3 separate regions of the Mus musculus genome follow, and all the other regions are linked to region 1. The links are chromatin contacts, called in public HiChIP or PLAC-seq and promoter capture Hi-C maps. All regions are on one chromosome and are shown on one strand. The core of a region is the stretch at or near the end of the contact, and the rest is flanking DNA. Distances in the headings are between cores, read along the strand shown.

Region 1 (2,592 bases), core at 48-2,547:
CCCACCCTCCTTTTCTTTCTGTGAAGATAGCAAAGTTATGACTCACTCGATCTCTAAGTCACATGCTACTGTGAATGGCACCAGTGAAGAGTGCCCTTAGGATAAGAGAATAAAGGTAACTGCATAGCTGAATAAAATGGTCTCAGACACAGGAAGGGCATGATGGGGGTTCTTGAGAATTGGATAAACATTGGTTTGCTATGGTAGGAGGTGGAAGTCTTAGGTCATGAAGCAGTTTCGTAAGCAACTGGTGGGAGGGCTCAATTTCACAAGAACAGAATGTCTGCTGTGTAGATGGTGTGCTGGGCAACCTTAAGATAGGTAACAGATTTAAAAGTCACAATCTATAGTGACAGAATGGTGAGATGGAGTGCAGAAACGGGCTCAAGGTTAAAAAGCAGTAAGATTTAGTGATACTGGATGTTGAGGTGGAAAGGGACACAGGTACTCTAGAGGAAAACAAACGATAATCAAAGAAAAACTGAAGACATTGAATAAAAAAGGAGTTTGAGGGCCAGTGAGATGGCTCAGTGGGTAAAGATGCGCGCTGCTAAGCCTAAGGATCTAAGTTTGATCCCTAAAACCAAATGGTGGAGGGAACGACTCCTGCAAATTGTCGGCTGACCTGCAAACGTGCGCCACGACACGTGTCCTGTCCCCCCCAACCCCCACCCTAAATTCTTTACTTAAAATAGTTTGCCGAACTAAGCGGCAAAATGGATGAGACAGTTAAGAGCTGTGCACTTGTCTTCTGTTCTTTGTAGAAAGGTTCATGTTCAGATCCCATGATCTTTCCTCTTTCCACGATAGAAAACATCTGTATTTAAGAGCTAACGCTTCTCCAGAGACTTTTCGGTGAGAAGTCTTATCCAGCCAGGAATCTGCACGAGGAGAGAGCATTGGGTTCAAACTGTCCAGCCCGGTCTTCTGAGCTTATCTTAGTTTCGACCCGCCCGCCAGGTTTTCCAGCATTCTTTTCTCAGGGCTCGCAGCTACCGCGCATTTAGAGACCCAGGACTTAGCTCCTGCATCCAGGTTCCGGGTTTCCTCGTGCACTCGCCCGCTCCAGACTCCATAGCGCACGGAATCCGGATCCGAGAGCACGAGAATCCAGTGTCCAGGTCTTCCAGGCTGCCCTGGTTGTCCCGGATCGCGGCGGCGGCGGCGGCGGTGGCGGCGGCGGCGGCGGCGGCGGCGGCAGCTGAGGGACCCGCAGCCCCGGACACAGCGGCCCCGGCCAGGCGGGGCGGAGCGGCGCGGGGAGGGGCGGAGAGCCGGGGCGGGGAGGGGGAGGGGCCGCGGCCCAGATGGCGGCCCGGGACGCGTAGCAGTGGTGGCTCTGCGGCCCGGGGCCCCGGGCGGGCGGAGGTGGCGGCTCCCGGGACCGGCCGCGCGGTGAGTCTAAGCTTTGTGTGGAGCCGGGGCTGGGAGGGGGAGGCGACTCTGGGGGAGGCCCGGCGCCGAGGGGCGCGGAGGGCGCCGGAGCAGCGGCGCCCGGCGGAGGAAGTGGGGGTTGGGGGGGCCGGGGCGGAGCGAGGGGAAGGTGTGTGCGGGGAAAGCGGGGTCGTTGCGTGGGTGGGGGAGGGGGCCTGAGGTGAAGTTCAAAGCATGGCCCGGGCGGTTCGGGCTGAGGGTGGCGGTGCCCGGGATAGTCTCTGATTTGGCCAGGTGGTAGGGGCAGGCCAGAGAGTTTTCGGAGGCTCTGCCGAGGGAGCCCCGGGGCGACTGGGGCTCGTTAGGGACTCAGGGGAGCGTCGGGAGCGGAGGGTTGAAAGCAGGACGTGTGCGCGACCCGGGAAAGGAGAGCAAGGTGGCTGGGAGCGTGCAGGCAGTAGGTTGTGGGTGTGTGCGCCTTTCCAGTCTTAGGTCACATTTTACTCCTGTCCTTTTCTTCAAGATGGAGGGATCCCTAGGCCTGGACTTTAAACTGCTGTCCCTGTATCCCCGGGAGGGTTTGAGACCCTGTCCTGTTTGGAAACCCCATGCTGCCCTCTTTTCCCTTTATGTGTAATTACGGTTGGATCATCTCTCTGCTTGGTTCAGATTCTCCTTCCTCCCTCTGGGGCTGAGGAGGAGGAGACACATCTGACCAATTAATGTGTGTTTGTGAAACAGGCAGCGGCAAACAGTCATTTCGGCTTCTAGGAATTAGGCTCACACAGGGTGGAGAGAGCAGAGCCCTTCAGGGGGAATATTTCTGAACAAATCACAGATGATTAAATTCTCTCAGAAACCGCTTCCTACCTAAATGAGAGTGGGAAAGATGGGGGAGAAAGCCTGTCTGTTTCCAGCCATGTGTCCAGAGCCCCAGGGGTTGAGGAGAGTCCCTAAGCCCCCACAGGCCTCTCTTTTCTGTATTAGGCTTTGCTCTGCAGCCTTGAGTTAATTTCACCCCTGCTGCTTTGTCTTGGGGGAGGGAGTGCTGGTTTAGGCTGTTGTGAGAGATGACTGTTCTGCTGCCACACAATAGTCGTGTCATTTTATCGGGAGTGCTACCCCAGGGCTGAGAACTGTTGCAGCAGAGATAAACCGGTCCCTCTCACTCGCCTATTGTGTACACAGTGAAGGTCATAGGTTCAAGTCTTGTCTGAG
Region 2 (2,592 bases), core at 56-2,555, 480 kb after region 1:
TTATCAACCTCATCAGCCAATTATGTTATAAAGGTTTCTAGGTGTGGTCCAAGTCCTCTACATTTGCATGCTTTAGGACAGTATAAAAGATACTGCTCTGCATCTTCAGTAAGTGGATCCAACTTTGAAGCAGGACACAAGAGGTGTGTCCTCCCAGAAATGCACCAGTGTAAACCTGTCGCGTGTTTAAGGGACTTTATAGTCCAAATTCTAGAGTTTTATGCACCACACATCGTCAACAAGGAATACAGAGCAAAGAAGTGGCAAAGGCTAGCTTTCGCGGATAAGCATACAAGTTAACTAGCACGCAGATTCGAGTTCCAGACACCACAGCTCCAACCACCGAGCGCATACTGGTTCTCACCCGCTTCTTTTCCTCCACTTCCTGCACGCACTTCACCCTCCAGCGGTCAATCTCCTGCTCCCGTTCCGTGGCCTGCGCGGCCTCCGCCTCCCGCTCAGCCTCCCGATCCCGGGCCCTCTCACGAAGCCGCAGCCGGCGGCGCCGGACCCTCTCCAGCCTCCGTCGCGCCTCGCCCACATAGGCGGCCTGGGCCAGCGGCTGCAGCCGCTCCGCTAGCTCCGCTCGTAGTGGCGCCGCCTGAGCGTGCAGGGAGGCCCAGGCTGCTCCGTCGGCCTCAGCCTCGCGCAGGGACTGCCCCAAGCTGCGTAGCCGCCGCACCAAACGCAAAGCGGAACGCAACCGCGCGCGGACTTCACCCAGGCTGGGCCCGGCGGGTGTGCGCGGGGTCCGGAGGCCACCGGGCCGCCGGGGGTTCCCGAACACCGCCTCCAGCCACTGCCGATCACGCAGGCGCTGCAGGGCCGCGTCTCCGAGCACGTCGGGCGGCGGCGGCGCCTCCGCCCAGCGCGGGCTCCAGGGCGGCCCGGGACCTGGAGGCGGTGGCCGTGGACGCTCGACGGCGTCGGGCCCCGGGAAGGGCCGGCACTGCGGCGGCGGCGGCGGCAGCGGTGGGGGTGGCACCGGGAAGAAGGCGCCGCCACCGCCACCGCCGCGGGAGGCCTCGGCTGGCGCGCGGGGCTGCAGGGCCAGCGGAGGCTGGAGGAAGGGGGCGGAAGCCCCCGGGAAGGGGCCGGGTCGCTGGGGAAGGGGCGGCGGGAAAGCCGGAGAGGGCAGCGGCGGGGGCGGACAGCCGAATGGAGCGGAAGGCGGTGGCTGCGGAGGGGGAGGTCCCTGACGGCTCTGGGCGAAAAAAGGTGGCAGAGCCATGTCTGTAGTGCAGCGGTTGGGAGCAGTGACAGTAATCTGGGAACTTCTTTATCCGGGTTCCAGGAGGAAGTGACGTGTATAACGTGCGACCGGTGCTTGACTCACTTCCCGGAAGCGAGGCGTAGTGCAGGACCTTGGTTTGTCGTGCCAGGAAGCTTGAACCTTCCCAAACCACCAAGGATCCGTCTCCGATGTTAGGGTTTATTTCGGGCTCAGGCTCGGGCTCTCCTCCAAATCGACCTTAACACAGCAGGACAGAAAGAGAAGGCGGAGCAGCCCTGAACCCTCAGTAGAACAAGTTTTTATAGAAAAATAAAAGCTGAAAGGAAATAAAACTTGAGACATGTGATTCATGTAATTTATGTCAAATAGCCCAAAGAGTTGTTTGTGAGCTTTGAAACCTGGGGCTGAGAACATAGCAGAACAGGCCAGGACATGCCCCCCTATCTCCCGCCCTTCTGACAGTCTGTTGATGTTTAAATGAACCAATCATGTGAAACCTCGCCAATTCCTCCCCCAGCCCCATCCCTTTTCTATAAAAATCCCTAGCTTCCAAGCGTCAGAGTCGAAACCACTGTCTCCTGTGTGAGATACGTTTCGAACCGGAGCTCTGCCATTATGGCTCCACCATGTGGTCGACACCTCTGTCTCCTGAGGGAGATATATGTCGGCCCGGAGCTCCGTCATTAAACTACCTCATGCTTTTACATCAAGATGGTTGTCTGTTCGTGATTCTTGGGTGCGCTCCGAATGGAAATTGAGTGGGGGTTTCCCCACTAGGTTCTTTCAAAGCGAGGGAGGGGTTGTCCAGTCTGGCAAGCATCTAATAGAATGACTATAAGCCAATAGTTGGGTGCCCTGAATCGTGCATTTGATCACAAACAGTTTGAAAGTACATCTGAAACAATCAAACTAATCTTTGATTAACTGTTGCTAGGAAGTAGCTAGGGATTAACTCTGGCCAAGGACAAGCCATGGGGTCCTTTCTGGTATTTTGGTGCAGCTTGAGTTCTGCTTTTTTCTTTTCTTGAAGATGGAGGCTGGTCCCAAGATGGAGTAGGTTTGGCCTCTCCAATTCAGTCTTGAATTCAGAAATCCTGATGATTGTTAACGTTCTAGAGGGACTAGAGACACGGTCTGAAGCTCCGGCTAAGATCTGAAAGACAACAAAAAGTTATGAGAGGAACACAGGATGGAAGCAGCAGGTACTAGTGATTTGCAGTATGTCTGCTGGGGGTCGAAAGAATGCAGGGTGTAAAACACAGAAACACAAAGAGAAGCTAGGTGGTCTTGGAGAGATAGATGTTACAGTGTCCATATGTCATATTGATAGAACCTAGTGGGGAAACCCCCACTCAATT
Region 3 (2,592 bases), core at 48-2,547, 280 kb after region 1:
GGAGGACAGTGGCTCTGAGACACAGGATCTCCATCTGCTCTGACTTTTTCTGGAGCCCGAGGGGGACCCTAGAGTTCTTTATCCTCTTTTAAATGTCTGAGTTCTTCCACAGGATTAAGTAGCTGGTTGGATTTGTGGCATGTCCCTTCCCGCTCTGTGATCTTTGACAAGTTATGTAACCACTTTAGTCCTGATCGCCTTTCTGAAGACCAAAAGTATACTATCCACCTTTGGTTTGAGGATAAAAGGAGGCCGTATCTGACCTGCTCCTGGGCAGTGCTGGCACAGGGCCTTCAGGAAGCAGTGATTTCTTTTGCCACTGTATTTTTTTTTTCCAAGATAAGGTTTCTGTGTGTAGCCCTGGCTATCCCGAAACTATTTCTGTAAACCAGGCTGGCCTTGAACTCACAGAGATCTCCCTGACTGCTAGGATTAAGGAATGTGCCACCACTGCCCAGGCATGCCACTGTACTATCAAAGCTCGCCTCAGGAGAGCCTGTCCTCCTCAGGCTGCCTGGGAGTCTCTGTCAGTCACAGAAAGTCTACAAGCCGCAGATGGAGCGTAGCTGGCAAAGTGTCTGCCTGGCATGCACAAGTCCTTGGGCTCTGTTTCTAGCACCATGTAAAACCTGTGCAGCAGGACTGCAAGCCCCATGATCCCAGTGTTTGGGAGGTAGAAAAACTGACAAGTGTGGGGCAGGACCGCAGATGCCTGCAATGTAGGGCGCCTGCAATGTAGGATTCTAAATGAGACACAGTGATGGGGCACAGATAAATACTTGCTTCACAAATGTGAGGCCCGGGAGGTGGGTGGTCTCTGAGTTCAGTTCCAGCACTGGGGGAAGGAGTGGAGAGGAAAGAAAGAAACAAAATCAAGGAGAAAAAGTATCCTAGCTACATTTTATAAATGGAGAGACCAGGGCAGGATCTGGGCTCCAGCCACACAAGAGGCACTAGCTGCATTCACCTCTCCCCATCAGAACACTGAGCCCAGTCCTGCCAGTTGTACTTTGGTAGTAAGAGCTCCACACATCAACCAACTGTTTCCCTCCATCCAGGCCTGGAATCGGGAAACAAGGGACAGGAATTGTCCTTCCTGACATCCACTGGCAGGCCTTGGCTTCCTGAAATACAGCTGTGACAGCAGCTTCAGGATTTGCAAGGACATCTACATTCATTTAAAAAAAAAAATACAATCTATGGGGCTGGGGATGTGGCTCGGCTGGTAGGGTGCTGGCCTCTGATGCCCTGCCTTGGATGTGATAACCCAGCACAGCACAGAGCTACGAGTGGTGAGTCATGTCTTGTAATGCCAGGGCTCACGGAGTTCAGTGTCACTGTTGGCTGTGTAGCAAGTTGGAGGCCAGCATGAGACCTTGTCTCGAAAGATTTAAAAAAAAAAAGCAAAAACAACAAAGAATAACAGGCTACAGGGCGCTCCTGAAACACCGGGGCAACCGCTGGCAGGGCTTGGTGATTTCTGTGACTACAGGGAGGAAAGCTAATGAACTTTTCTGAAGGCTATGGAAATGCAGATAGGCTGTCAGCCTCCCCAAGAGACTGGATCTTTCTGGGCCCATGGCCCTGCCCCATGGTAAGTTCTAGACTAGCAATTGCAGAAAGATGGACAGGGCTGGTTGGCAGCACAGGGAATACACCCACTCCAAGTGTGTCAGCTGCAGGCATCCGCGTCAAGCGCAAAAAGACCCCTGCTGGATTTGGATTGCCACCGGCCAAGGAGACACTGGCCCAGAGATGATGAGAGATCTCCCAACAGGCAAATAGCACGTAGCAGAGCAGAGTGAGGAATGCAAGCATCTGGGAAGCCACAGGCTCTGCCCCAGTGCTGTATCCACCCCTTCAGATCAGAGCTTTCATCTCCTGCTGCCTCCTGAGCTCTGCTGTGCTTGCCAAGGCCAAGTGTGCAACTCACACCTAAAGCAGAAGTAGGCCTGGTGCTTGCTTCCTCAGTCCACTTCCTGTTTGGAGTTCAGTGCAGTCACTTCCAGCTCTTCTTACCTAGATCGAAAGACTCTCCCTCCAAGGGCATGTCTTGGTGTGTGATTTAGGAAGACTGCATATGTGGCAGAACCTACTGGTTATGTGGCTCTCCCCATCTGCCTGAAATCTCACCACGAAAGCTATTCCTTGGTATCATTTCCCCCTTGGAATTCCTGATACTTGAGACACCTCGTGTAGCCATGGGCTGTGGAAAAAACTTCACAGTTTATGAAATACGTTCCCAGCTGATTAGGAGGGGGCGGTTTTTGTTCTGAGATAGTTTCATGTGCTTCAGGCTAGCCTCAAACTTACTAAATAGCCAAAAATGACCCCAAAGTACTGCTCTTCCTACTTCTGCCTGTCCACGGTACCCATCATGCTGAACTGTGGGTCAGTCCTAGGGTTTCCTGCATGGCAGACAAGCACTTTACCAACTGAATTGCACTCCTCATCCCCAAACAGGCTTTTAAAAGTATATTTACAGCTGTGTCAGGTAACTCATCCCTATAATCCCAGCATTTGGGAGTTAGAGGCAGGAGCGTCTGCTAGCTCAAAGTCATCCTTGTATATGGAAAACAGCTTGGGCTACAA

What was found. Promoter capture Hi-C pulls out the DNA fragments that hold promoters and counts their contacts. HiChIP or PLAC-seq counts read pairs in DNA pulled down with a chosen protein or histone mark.
Region 2: a contact with region 1 is called in a promoter capture Hi-C map of erythroid cells, with 35 times the contacts expected there. The contact joins the promoter of Pdcd7 here to the promoter of Zfp609 in region 1. A contact is called at or near these places in 5 of 39 promoter capture datasets (erythroid cells, hippocampal neurons, liver and 2 more).
Region 3: a contact with region 1 is called in an H3K27ac HiChIP or PLAC-seq map of microglia, with 5 times the contacts expected there. The contact joins the enhancer-like site here to the promoter of Zfp609 in region 1. A contact is called at or near these places in 1 of 15 datasets of contacts at CTCF or cohesin (CD8 T cells), 1 of 484 Hi-C or Micro-C datasets (spermatogonial stem cells) and 4 of 115 datasets of contacts at active chromatin or transcription factors (embryonic limb bud, memory CD8 T cells, microglia and 1 more).

What each region holds. Positions count from the first base shown.
Region 1 is chr9:65,826,269-65,828,860 of GRCm38.p6, reverse strand. Zfp609 (zinc finger protein 609) reads left to right here and starts at 1,297. Exons shown (of 10, transcript NM_172536.3): 1 at 1,297-1,395.
Region 2 is chr9:65,344,781-65,347,372 of GRCm38.p6, reverse strand. It overlaps Pdcd7 (programmed cell death 7), which reads right to left and starts at 1,305. Exons shown (of 5, transcript NM_016688.2): 1 at 365-1,305. The coding sequence starts at 1,231.
Region 3 is chr9:65,545,171-65,547,762 of GRCm38.p6, reverse strand. No RefSeq gene overlaps it. Among named protein-coding and RNA genes, the nearest start is that of Gm51712, 17 kb to the left of the region's middle. Within about 2 kb of position 1,297, at least 167 of the 459 cell types and tissues checked have an H3K27ac peak or open chromatin away from gene starts, as enhancers often do. A contact at or near this core is called in memory CD8 T cells, microglia and pancreatic cancer cells, where this site is marked.